2 separate regions of the Mus musculus genome follow, and region 1 is linked to region 2. The links are chromatin contacts, called in public Micro-C maps. All regions are on one chromosome and are shown on one strand. Each heading gives the region's core, a stretch centred on a gene start, on an enhancer-like site or on the middle of the called end of the contact. The rest is flanking DNA. Distances are from core to core; before and after follow the strand shown.

Evidence for each region. Hi-C and Micro-C count contacts between places; a contact is called where the count stands out from the background.
Region 1: a Micro-C map of embryonic stem cells shows a contact between it and region 2, with 2.5 times the contacts expected there. The contact joins the enhancer-like site here to the promoter of Wsb2 in region 2. A contact is called at or near these places in 1 of 39 promoter capture datasets (the 3T3-L1 cell line), 2 of 484 Hi-C or Micro-C datasets (both in embryonic stem cells) and 1 of 115 datasets of contacts at active chromatin or transcription factors (embryonic stem cells).

Annotation. Positions count from the first base shown.
Region 1 is chr5:118,034,392-118,040,782 of GRCm38.p6, reverse strand. The region is part of intron 1 of Tesc (tescalcin); the gene reads right to left. Among named protein-coding and RNA genes, the nearest start is that of Tesc, 9.8 kb to the right of the region's middle. Within about 2 kb of position 2,827, at least 156 of the 459 cell types and tissues checked have an H3K27ac peak or open chromatin away from gene starts, as enhancers often do. A contact at or near this core is called in embryonic stem cells, where this site is marked.
Region 2 is chr5:117,354,771-117,361,129 of GRCm38.p6, reverse strand. Wsb2 (WD repeat and SOCS box-containing 2) reads right to left here and starts at 3,825. Exons shown (of 9, transcript NM_021539.5): 1 at 3,657-3,825. The coding sequence starts at 3,669. It overlaps Gm42012 (a long non-coding RNA gene), which reads left to right and starts at 4,270. Exons shown (of 2, transcript XR_878716.2): 1 at 4,270-4,503; 2 at 5,357-5,640. It overlaps Vsig10 (V-set and immunoglobulin domain containing 10), which reads right to left. Exons shown (of 10, transcript NM_001033311.3): 10 at 6,124-6,359.

The DNA.
Region 1 (6,391 bases), core at 1,578-4,077, 680 kb before region 2:
ATGGCCACCATGTCCGTGCTTCTGATAAGTGGTAAATTGTGCTTCCTGGTGTTTGTAATAATACTTGACCCACGTCCAGGTGAAATTAATTTAGGATTATATTTTCTTTTTTTTTTAAAGATAGTTTTAGATTTATTTATTTTATATGAGTACACTATATCTGTCTTCAGGCACACCAGAAGAGGGCATCAGATCCCATTACAGATGGTTGTGAGTCACCATGTGGTTGCTGGGAATTGAACTCAGGACCTCTGGAAGAGCAATCAGTGCTCTTAACCACTGAGCCATCTCTCCAGCCCATGGATTATATTTCCTTTAGTTCACGTTGTCTAAAATACTACCAAGTCAACATGTAACCCACATAGTGTCATGAGGAGAGGCCTTAGGAGACCATGTGAATTCTGCACTTCACATTTCTCTGGAAAGAGTGATGGTGAAAGGAAATAAAACTGTAATTCATGTAATGTATGTTAAATAGCCCAAAGAGTTGTTTCTGAGCTTTGAAACCTGGGGCTGAGAACATAGCAGAACAGACCAGGACATGCCCGGGCAAGCCCATCGCCTCCCTAGCTCCCACCCCTCTGACCTAAGTTAAATGTTACAGGCTGCTGATGTTTAAATGGACCAATCATGTGAAACCGCGCCAATTCCTCCCCCAGCCCCACTCCTTTTCTATAAAAACCCCTAGCTTCCAAGCCTCGTGGTCGAATCCACTGTCTCCTGTTATGTGAGATACGTTTCGACCCGGAGCTCTGCCATTAAAAAACCTCTTGTTGTTACATCAAGGTGTTGTGTTCTATTCGTGATTCTTGGGTGCACGCCGAATCGGGAGCTGAGTGGGGGTTTCCCCACTGAGTTCTTTCAATGGGAAGCCATGGGGGTGGGGTGGAGGGTATGTCTGATGGAGATCCCTGCAGCCTGAGACATGAAGCAAGTGGTGGGGTGGGGCAGCTGGGGGAGATGGGGGGGGGCGGGGTAGGGGGAGTTTGGCTGACTTCATCCATTAGGATGCGTTTTAGAGTCTTCACCTTCAGGGAACAGGCCTCCTGGCAAGATGGAGTATAGATCCAGAGAGGGCCAGGAATTGGGGGAGCCAGCAGGTGCAGCCGGCCTGAAGAGAAGCAAAGGGCTGGGCATCGAGAGGCAAGTGGGCCAGAGGGGCCTAACCCTGCTCTCCTTGGGGGCTCCCCAAGCTTCCCTACCCCCTGCTGTGCCCAGCAGCCACTACAACCTGAATACGGATGCTTGGCTCAACCAAGTAGGACCTTAGCATCCCACAGACCCCGCCAGGACTCTCCAGACAGGGGACTCGCCATGTATACAGACATCAGCCCGTGCCCAGGCCAGCAGCAGGGAGAGGCGGCTTTGCACCCCTCCTTAAGCAGGCGTCTGCCTCTGCCGATCTACTGACGCTGCCACCTCCTCTGAGAAAACAATAACACTTCCCACCTCCTGGGAAGTGGCTCCCATGGCGACGAGCCATCTCCAACACTATTCACAGCTCTCCAAGGTGGCAACAGCCAAGTCGCCTGTGGACAACTGTATGAGAGGAGAAGAAGTACATGGGCATACTCTCTTGTTCCCAATCAAGAGAGGCTGTGGGGACCCTCACTGGCACACAGGGTGTTGACAATGTCATAGCCAGCACCAAAGCCACCTGGTCCACAAGTCTATATGTCAAGCGACATACCAGGTGACTCCATGGGAATGGAAAAAGACTCTTGCTGGGCAAGGTCCGGGAGGAGAGGGTAAAAATGGATAATGGGTGGGTACAGGGTTTAATTGGGGGTGATGGAATGATCTGGAAACAGAGATGGTGGTTTAGAACTCTAAATGCATTGAACCCAACCGAGTCGTTCACTTCACAGTAATTAAAATGGTGAGTGTGTATGTGTGTGCTTATGTGTGTATGTGTGTTTATATGTGTAAGTGTATGTATGTGTGTGTTTATGTGTGTATGTGTATATGTATTATACATGTGTCTGCTTATGTGTGTATTGCGTGTATATGTGTGTACAAGTGTGTTAGTGAGTGTATGTGTTAGTGAGTGTATGTGTATGTATGTATGTGTATGACTGTGTGTGTACAAGTGTGTATGTGTGTTATGTGTGTGTTTAAGTGTGTACATGTGTGTGTAGAAGTGTGTTATGTGAGTATGTATGTGTGTATATGTGTGTGAGTGTATGTGTTTGTGCATGTGTGTACATGTGTTTGTTATGTGTGTGTATGTATGTGTGAGTGAGTGTATGAGTGTATGTATGTATGTATGTGTATGAGTATATGTGTGTGTGCATGTGTGTACATGTGTGTTTATGTGTGTACACTTGTGTTTTACATGGGGGCCTGTGGAAGGGGTGAGGTCAACATCTGGTGTTTTCCTCTGCCACTCTCAAGCTTGGTTTTTGAGCCAGGGTCCCTCAGGGCACCTGCTTCACAGATTCAGCCTGCTAGCAGATTGGCCACAGAGCCCCAGGGCTCCTCCCGATTCTGCATCCCCAGTGCTGGGAATAAAGTACCAGGGAGCGCGAACTTGGATCCTCACAGGTGGCACTTTACCGACTGGGCCACTTCCCTGTCCTAAAATGGTAAATTTTATGTCACATGAACTTTGGCTTCAATTGAAAAGACAAATAAACAACAACAACAAAATCAGTGACTACTTAGCTGGATGGAGAAACCACAGCCGTTAGCCTGGCTGTGACTGGCTTGCTGCATGCCCTAGGCAACCCCAATCTTCAGGGCTGTTCGGCTGGCTCTGAGCTCCACAGGGAGGCCACCTGGGGCTCCAGACACAGCAGTGACTAATTCGTGGCTAGGGAGGGAGGGAGGGAGGCTGGGCTTCCGGGAGCCTCCTCGCAGGGGATCCTGGGCCAGCTGCCCTCTCTCGTGAGCACCCCTCCTCCACCTGCTGCCTTGGCAGCTTCAGCCCTGATACCCACTCACCCTGCTGCCATGGACTTTACAATCTACCCAGGATGCACCTGGCCTCTTTGAAGTGTTTTGTTTGGTTTGGTTTGGTTTTTTTTTTGTTTGTTTTTTTGTTTTTTTTCAAATTCAACCTGGAGCACAGACCCTCGGACCCTCTTCACACAGACTTCAGGCCGGTGCAAAAACCGGCCCCGAGGCAGAAATGGTCCAGCCCAACATCTCTGACACATCATCTACTGTCACCTGGGGCACCAAGGGTCCTGCTGGGGACACTGTGGGCTGTTTCTGTACAGAACACATCCTTGGGGGTGGGGATGGGGGTGGGTGGGGTAAACATGACGGGTGGATTGCCTTCCCCCTGCCACACATCCTGAGAGCTGAGCAATTCAGGGAGCTCTAAGAGTGGGAGCGCGCAGCTCTGAGCGCCACAGTTGGAGCGCACCGTCTTCCTCCATCTTTACTCTGCACTTTACATTCTCCTTATAGCTGGAATAGAGAGAGTGACAGCCTGCCTCCAGCGGGAGCTGAGCCAGGGCTGGGCAGGCAGCACACACCACTTGACTGTTGAGACAGGATCAGAGAGGCAGTGTGGCTCCCCGAGGGTCACACAGCTCTGGAAGGGTTGCTTCATTCCTGCCATGTGCTGGGGGCGGTGGGGGGGGGGCCACATTCCATTTCTGCATCACAGTGGAGCCGTTCAGAAGGGCGGGGTCCAGCTCCATCTAAGCAGACATTTCAGAAAGTGGGCGTGATGCAGCAGCATCCAGGAGACAGCTCAGCCTCGCCCTCAGAACTCTTCGCAGCCAACATATCTGAGGCTGAATCAAGAGGCAGGAACTTAACCTCACGTGCAACCGCAACCAGAATGAAATCAGAGAACCTGGCCGGGCTTCTGAGAGCTAGCACGGGCTCCACCTGGCACTCTAAACACGCGGCCGCTGGAGAAACCCAGCAGCCACCTCAATAACCTGCTAAGCTCAGAAGGCAGAGCTTTCCCTGAACAGGGAAGGCCTAGGTGAACACACCTGTAAATCCAGCATTTAGGAGGCAGAGGCGGGAGGATCTCCAGTAGGACAGCTCGGGGTGCGGGACAAGACCCTGTCCGGGGGAGGGAGGAGGTCACATCTATTTGCCAGAAGCAACCAGGGACTGAGACCCCCACGAGGTGATGAGCTGAAGTTGCCAGACAGTGTTAAAATGGCCACAGCACTGATGACAATAATGGCGGACCCACCTGGCCTTGGGTCTGGGTAAGCTTAAGGGCCCCACAGAACACTGAAGTGAAAAGGATAGCCATTCATTTCCAGGGGGTCAGAGGACAAGGTTTCTGCCATCCTGGAGAGTGAAGGAGGTCCCACCTCTGCTGGGAGAAGAGTGAAGAGGGAAGCTTTCCACTAAACCTCCCCACCTCAGCCCCAAACTGGCAGAACCCTGGGATACTTAACACAAAAAGTGCAGAGCACCCTGGAAATCACTACCGTGGCTCAGGACAAACAGGAGCCCTGTGTGAGGGAGGGACAGCCTCCGGCAGGAGTTGAACTCACACATCACATCAGGCCAAATCACACAGATCAAAGCAGGATATTTGAACACTACAGCATGAGCATAATTGTATGCAATTAGAATTTTAAAACTTTAGCTGGCATCTTAGGGGTTTCTACTGCTGCGATGAGACACCCTGACCAAAGAAAGCAATGTGGAGAGGAAAGGGCTTATTTGGCTTACACTTCCTTCCAAATCACTGTTCATCGCCAGGAACTCAAACAGGGCAGGAACCTGGAGTCAGGAGCTGAAGCAGAGACCACGGAGGAAGCTGCTTACTGGCTTGTTTCTCATGGCTTGCTCAGCCTGTTTTCTTACAGCAAGACTACCAGACCAGGCTCCACCCACAATGGGTGGGGCCCTCCAACGTCAATCACTAATTAAGAAAATGTCTTACTGCAGGATCTCTTGGAGGACTCTGGTTTGTATCAAGTTGATATAAAATCAGCCAGCATAATGAATAAAGGTTGCAACTTAGCTGGAGAGAAAATTAGTGATTTGAAAGGCAAGCCTGAGGAAATGATGCTGGGTGTGGCTCAGAGCAATGAAGAAAACAAGAAAGAAAGGTCAAGAGGTGTTCAGAAGACAGCAAGAAGGTCCAACATATTTGTAACAGGAACCACTGAGAGGTAAGATCACTCACACTCACAGGGAAGCAATAACTTTTGTGATAGAAGACATGAATCCTTTTTAGAAAGGAACAGCATAATCCATTCCCAGGCATGATCATATAAAAAAAAAAAACACTGATACAAAATTTTAAAACAGAGGGAAAATAGGTTTCAACAACAACAATAAAAACCCATTAGGGGCTGGCGAGATGGCTCAGTGGGTAAGAGCATCCGACTGCTCTCCCAAAGGTCCAGAGTTCAAATCCCAGCAACCACATGGTGGCTCACAACCATCCGTAACAAGACTTGGTGTCCTCTTCTGGAGTGTCTGAAGACAGCTACAGTATACTTACATATAATAAAGTGTTCATTTATATAAAAAAAAAAAACCATTAGACAAAACCTCATTTATCAACAGTAATCCAAAACAGAACAGAACTCTGGGAGCAGGGGATCACCTAGCAAGCTAAAATTTTATACCCAGCCCAATGTTCAATCGTAGACACCAGCAGAAGAGAGTTCAGTTTATAATTCACAGACCCTTGCTGGGAAATCTATGTGAAACTGTGTTAAATAAGAAAAGTAAATCCACAAGGAATAGTTTTTGCAAGAATAAATGTTTGTCCAAAAGGATAATTATTGAGCTTGCAGGCTTCAGAAGTAAAACTTTTGGTATGCCAAAGATAAGAGGTGAGGGCGTTATGGAATTTGGGTGTAAAAGTTGCCATGCAAGGCTAGCAAAAGATGGCTCAGAGGGTGGAGGCTCTTGCCACCAAGGCTGTGCTGTGGGGTATGCACCCACATAAGCACTGACATGAACACATAAATATAATTTAAAATGCTGTGTATGTTGGAATGTGGCCAGCTGCAGAAGTTGTAATTACAGCTATTTGAAAGCCTTGGACTGTGCAAGTTTCAGGTCTTACTTTGTTACAGGTGAGGTATCATAGGGAGGGGGCCAAGTTAAAACACCAAAGTGATTTTACATAATAGTTTGTTTCCAGGTAGAGTTGTATGCATCTCTGACTGGCCTCAGACTCACTAAGAAGCAGAGGATGACCTTGAACTTCTGATCCTCCTGCCTCCACTTCTCATTCCTGGAATCACCACACTGGTTTTACTTGGTTCTGGATTATTTGGGGGCAGGCATGCAATGAACTGAGACTGTGTGTGTGTGTGTGTGTTTATTTTTGGATGGTCAAGACAGGGTTTCTCTGTGTAGCCCTGGCTGTCCCAGAGCTCACTCTGTAGATCAGGCTGGCCTCAAAGCCACAGAGATCCACCTGTCTCTGCCTCTATAATACTAGGAT
Region 2 (6,359 bases), core at 2,576-5,075:
CACTGCTCTCTGGGGCCTGCTCTGACTCCTCTCATCTGTTCTTACTTCTTAGCTTGCAGTCTCTCTTACCCAGTTCCTACCCTCAGCTCCAGCACGATCAGGCCCCTTTGACTAAGCTCAGTTAGTTCCAACCTCTGGACTTTGCACCAGCTCTCCAAGGCTGCACCTTATCTTCATTGTGTCTGCCTCAAAGGACTCCTCCCTCCAGGCAGTAATCAAGGGCCTTCACAACTCCTCATTAATTCCTTTCTAGAACTCCTGACTACTGAGGTCATTACCACTCCCCCACCCCCACCCCCCCCTCCGGCCTCACCCCCGGCCCCGCCCCAGGCACTAGGAGGTCTGCTCACAGCAGCAAATCTTGTCTGTTTGTTCCCAAAGCAAGCGGTCAGGCTACCAAGAGATACTCGTGACAGACATGCAATACCTCTTAAATACACAGGAAGTGGAGCCCATTGGACTACCAAGATGCATGTGGCATCCACTGTTCATTTGGAATTCTCAAACCCTAGCCCTGCCCAGAATTCACACTCTATTTCTGGGGTCTGGGGGGTTTCATCTTTTGCTATTTCAGGTCAGGAATCTAGATTCTAAAAGAAGACACCAGTCTCCTGGAGTCTGGGCCCAAACTAAACTTGGCAACTGGAAAACAAAACTGTAATTCGTACAGCACTTCCAAACAAACCAAGCAGAACTGGGAGGATCCAGCTTCATCTGAGACAGTACCTGCATGGCCCGCCGCGGCTGGGTCAGGACTTTGGTAAATTAATACGCCCCGCATACTTTCTGGACACCACGTGACGTACGGATAAGTGGGAAAGCCAACATACAGGGAGAGGAGGGCTCAATTAAGCTAATGAGCGTACGCACCCCTTCACATTCTCCGCATTTTTCTCGGGGAGGACTCTCTTAAAAACCTGTCAGCAGTTTCCAAGTACCTAACTGTTATTAACTGTAGTCACTGTCCTAGCTAAAGGAGATTCTGTAACCTTTGACCGACATTTCCCTAACCCTTCCAGGTTTCCCAACTAAACAAGGGATGTGTACAACAGGCAGAACGGGAGGAGGATTATCAAAGCCTCTTCCACACAAGGAAAGCCCCTTTAACAGAGGTGGAGGCAGGAGCATGGCTGGCAGCAAGCTTGGTAATCCTTCCTCCTGCCGAGGGATCTTTGCATTGCTAGGCTGAGCTGTCAGCTTGGAGAGATTTGTTTGGATGGTTGGTTGGTTTTGGTGGCTGGAGAGACTGCCCAGCCGTGGGTGCTGGGAACCAAACTCTCATATTTTTTGGCTGTGAGCCTAGCTTTTAATGGCTGAACTCTGGTCTCTCCAGGCCAGCTTGGAGAGTTTTGACTGGCTGCTCCATCATAATAATCAGCGCTCTGTGTCCATGTCACCTTCTTGGTGACATTGCTAACTCAGCAGGGTGACTAAGTCGCTGTCCTTTAGCTTTAGTCATTTAGCTTTCTTTACACTAGGGAATTCTGGGTTGAGTTTGTGGTTAGCATGCATCTGGGGTCTATTTCCTCCTCAAACCACCTTGCCTGTCTGTCACTAGTCACCAGCCATAAGCAGTTACTGAACCCCTGAACTGTGGAAGTCTATTAAGACTATAATACGGGGCTGGAGAGATGGCTCAGTGGTTAAGAGCACTGACTGCTCTTCCGGAGGTCCTGAGTTCAATTCCCAGCACCCACCCACATGGTGGCTCACAACCATCTGTAATGGGATTGGATGTCCTCTTCTGGTGTGTCTGAAGACAGCTAGAGTGTACTCACATGCATGAAATAAACAAATCAATCTTTAAGAATATAATACATGGAACTGGAGAGATGGCTCAGCAGTTAAAAGCACTCGTTACTCTAGCAGAGGAACCTGCGCTGGATTTCCAGTACCCAAATGGTAGCTCACAATTGTCTGTAACTCCTGTTTCGAGGGATCTGATGCCTTCTTCTGGCCTCTGCAGGCACCAGGTGCATGCATTGTGCAGACATCCATGCAGGCAAAACACACACATAAAATATAAAAAAGTAAATCTAAGAATAGTTTTTAAAAATTATAAAGCACACACCACACTGTAAAGCCTTAGCGGTAACGATGGCTCAGCTGTTACAGCTGCATAGGAGCCGCTTTGCTGTTCCATCCCCAGAACCACCTGGAGGCTCACAACTCTTTGTAACTTGGTACAAAGGCTCCGACGCCCTCTTCTGGCCCCCTCAGGCACTGCACGCAGCACGTGGTGCAGACAAACTGGCAGTTAAAACGCCCACACAGAAAAATTCTTCCGTCTCCAAAACATTCCTATAATTTTTGTTTCATGGCATAAATTAAACTTGAAATATTTTAGATACGTTATCCTTTTTAATTTCAACTGTTGCCTTTTTTTAATGTGTCTACGTTTAAATTACATATTGCTATTATATTACTCTGGGCCAGCAAGGACCCAGAGGGTGCCCGGCACATACCAGATAATAAATATTTGTTGAATGAATAAATTAATTGTAACCACCGTTCTACTGTTTTCTACTGTAATCCTTTTACAATAGACATTATTCAGTTTGAAAAGAGAGTAAAACTCTGGCCTAGTGTCTGGCCTTTTTAACAGTAGCTTGGTAGCTCCCAACAGCTCTGCCCACCGCCTACCACACAGACGTCAATCACTAGGGAAAAACTCTGCACTGGAAAAGATTCCGGTTTAAAAAAAAAGTGTGTGTGTGGGGGGGGGGAGGTGGTCTGGTCACAGATTGCTTTGAGATACAACTTTGAGGCATCAATGGAAACGAAAACGGAAGCTATAAAAAGAGTCACAGAAGAAAACAGTAGGGGCCATTTAAACAGAATTCTATAGGGAAGATACTGAAAGGTTTTAATCTAGATGGAAACCCGGGAGAGGAGCTGCCGCGACACCTTTCCCTGAAAGCCTGGCTCCTGCAAACAAAGAAATGTCATTTCCTAAATGCAAAGGGGACACCACCCCAGGGAACACCTGCCTTTCCAACAACCCCATCCGGCCCTGCCAGCCCTCTGGTGCATCCGAGTCCTCCAGACCTGGGTGAAGCTTCAACTTCACCGGAACAAGTCTGAGCCCTAGGCCTTGACTCTTAAAATCCCCCTACGGAATCTGTCTTTCAGCTCCGGTATTTGGGGACCCTGGAGTGTGGCGACAGCCCCCTCCCCCAGGTCCCCAACCCACGCTACTATTCCGTGATCAGGACGCTGGGACAAGAGCCCTCCAGGGAGAAGCCCCGAGGGGCTGCAGGTCTAGCCATCCCTAGCATCTCTGCGCTTTTCCAGGCGGCCAGCAAGTTCATCCCGTGCTCTCACTTTGAGCTTTCGTGGTGACAGCTGTGGACCTCACCCACTAGGGTGTCGGGACCTACGTGTCACCCCGGGGCAGTGTCCGGGGCCCCACCCCGTTCCCAGGCACCCACCCAGCGGCCGCAGCTACTACCGAGCCGCGATGGGCGCTGAGGCCAGAAGCCCGGCCATGGCGCAGGCGACCCGGGGACTCTGGAGCCATCCCAGTCCAGTGGGCTCGCTCAGGGACGGCGGCCGGTCCCCGCGGTGGCAGGAGGCCGGCTGCCGCAGCTGACAGCGAAAGTGAAACAAAGCTGCCCTCCCCGCCTCGGTCGCCGCCCCGCCGCGGCCGCACTCACCTCCGGCCTCCATGAGGACGCGCGGCCCGCCCCAGGCGGCGGGCGCCTCAGCCCCCAGGGCCGTGGGCCTTCATTCCGCGCCCGCCCCGCCGCGGCCGCGCCCGCCGCCGCCACCACCGCCGCCAATGCCGCCGCCGCTGCCGCCCGCAGAGGCCATCAGCTGCTTCCCGTCACATGGCGGCCGGCGGGGGCGGGGCCGGGGCCGGGGCGGAGAGCTCGCAGGGGAAACGCTGGGGATGCGGGGGCGGAGGCGGAGTGGGCGGCGGGCGCGGGACGCGGAGCTTCGAGGGGGACGCCGAGCTGTGGGGACGGAGGCGGGAGGCGGGGGGCGGGGAGCGGGGGGGGGGAGGGAACGCCGGACTAAAGGGACGCGGAGCCCGGAGGAAGCGGGGCTAAGGGGACCCGAGGTGGGGGGGAACACTGGGCAGAGCAGACAGAGAAGGGGGCAGGGGAGCCCCGGGCAGGATGGGGTTGGGGGTCTCCGAGAGCATCCAAAGTGGAAACCTAAAATTGGAGCGAGTAGAGATGGGGGTGGGGCGGGCAAGGGCTGGGGGTGTCGTGGAGAAACCTAAGGGACTGCTCGCTCGCTCGAGGCTCAGGGAAGCTGCCCGGGTCATGATGCTGGCTGGGGGGCAGGGAACTGGGGATCCCAGCGGGAGCTGAAATGCTGGCCTTGACAACGGCCCCAGCGGGAGGGATGCTGGGAAAGCCAAGGGGGAGGAACTAAGGGGAGAGGAGGTCAAGGTTAACCCCCACACACCCCGAGATTTCCCTCTTCGTGTCCTCAGATGCTAGTGCCTCGGGTCCTGGTCCTGTTTGTGTCGGGTGGATTTAACTTGGAGCCAGGGTAGGAGAAAAGGGGTTTTAAGTAGTTCCTGTAGTTGTTCCTTGGCTTTGGACTTTCTCATGGGCTCTGTAATCCCCTGGTAGTGTCCTGTCACCACCCCACCCACCACCCACACTCAAGGTCGCTCCAGTCCCTTTTCCTGTTTCCAGCCTGGACTTTTTTTTCTCCAAGTTCAATGTCCCCATTTCCTTCCCTTTTGAGTCATAGATCTCTTTGTAATGTGGAGCCAGGGAAGGAAAAGTGATGGGTTTAAGTCTGCTCTCCCATGTTTTTTGAGCTGGAACGGTAGGAACCTTGCTTCTACATTCTTGCTTTGTATGCGTCTCTCTTCCACTTAGCGTTTAGTCCAGGCACACTATTCATGACCCAGTTCTCAGGTCTCCTAGAAGATACCCGCGGTTTATCAGTTGTCTGTTTTGAGGACACACACACACACACACACACACACACGTTTTCTACCTCCCTGTCCCCTTTCTCGTTCTTCATTCTTACTTAACAGCCTCCCTTAACACACTCGATATCTAAAGGCATTTTTTTTTAATGGCTTGTTCCTCACCCTTACTCAGCCCCGGGGTTCCCGTTTTATTTCTGATGTCCTTCCTGATCGCCTTAGATCCCAATTCTATTCTCCAGACTTAACTTTCCACTATTTCCCAGTTCTTTTTAACGTGTCATGTTTCCCCCATCTCTACCATTTTCTCATCAGTGTTCTTTGTGAATATATTGTGGAGGCCAACGGTATTGTCCCTAGTATGTCACCACTAGGGGTGTGTGTGTACATGTGTGTGTGTGTGTGTATACATGTGTGCATACTTGTGTGGGAGGGGTGGTTTTGCCTGCACATACTTTCCAGGTCTCCAAAGAAAACAGAAGAGGACATGGGATTCCCTGGAACTGATGGACAAATGATGTGAGCGGTCCTGTGGGCAATGGAAATTGAGCTCAGTCCTCTGCAGAGCTGCCAGCGCTATCACCGAGCCATCCATCCCTCCAGCTCCTCCTTCCTGTGCTTCATTTCCCAAATGCCATTTCCTGCTGTCTTTAGGGTCTCATTTTTAATGGTTTGGTTTGTTTCTATTTTAAGGCACTGGAGACTGAACCCATGCATAGTTAAATAAACACTCTATTGGTGAGCTACGTCCTTTACTGTACTTAGGCATTCAGCGTGCACAAGTCAAGTGGTAACGGGGACAAAAGAAAACCACCTTTACAGCTCTTTTCTTCCAAATGGCTCTTTAAATGCCCGTTTACGTATCTTCTGTTTGTGTGTGTGTGTGTGTGTGTGCGCGCGCGAGCGCAGCTAGTTGAGAGATCCCGTGGCATGTATGTGGACACCAGGGCACAACTTGTGGGAATATGTTCTCACCTACCATGTGGGTTCCAGAGATTGAATTTAGGCTTGGAAATAAATACCTTTACAGGTTGAGTCACCTGGCTGGCTAGCTAGCTAGTTAGCGCTGATGTTTCTTTAGACAAGGTCTCTTTCTGTAGCCTGGGCTGCACTCAGTCAATCCCACACAGTCCTGCCTCAGCTTCCCAAGTGCAGGGATTACAGGCATGAGTCTGAACCCCCACTCTTTACACCCACTGGGGAGGCATAAATCAAGACCATAGAAATGTATGTTTTTTAAAAAGTAACTTTATTCCAAAGTCTTAAAAATGTATAACCTTAGAACTAATTTCTCCCAATTTTTTTCCTACGAAATGGTAAGGTCAACCACGTTGACCCATCTGCAGTTTTTCTTTGCAGTAGCTGGTAGCCAGTTCTGTGGTGAGAAGTTTGATTGCTGTACCCAGTGAGGAGGATACCTTCTATATCTTTTGAGTTTGAGGCCAGCCTGGTCTACAGAGTGAGT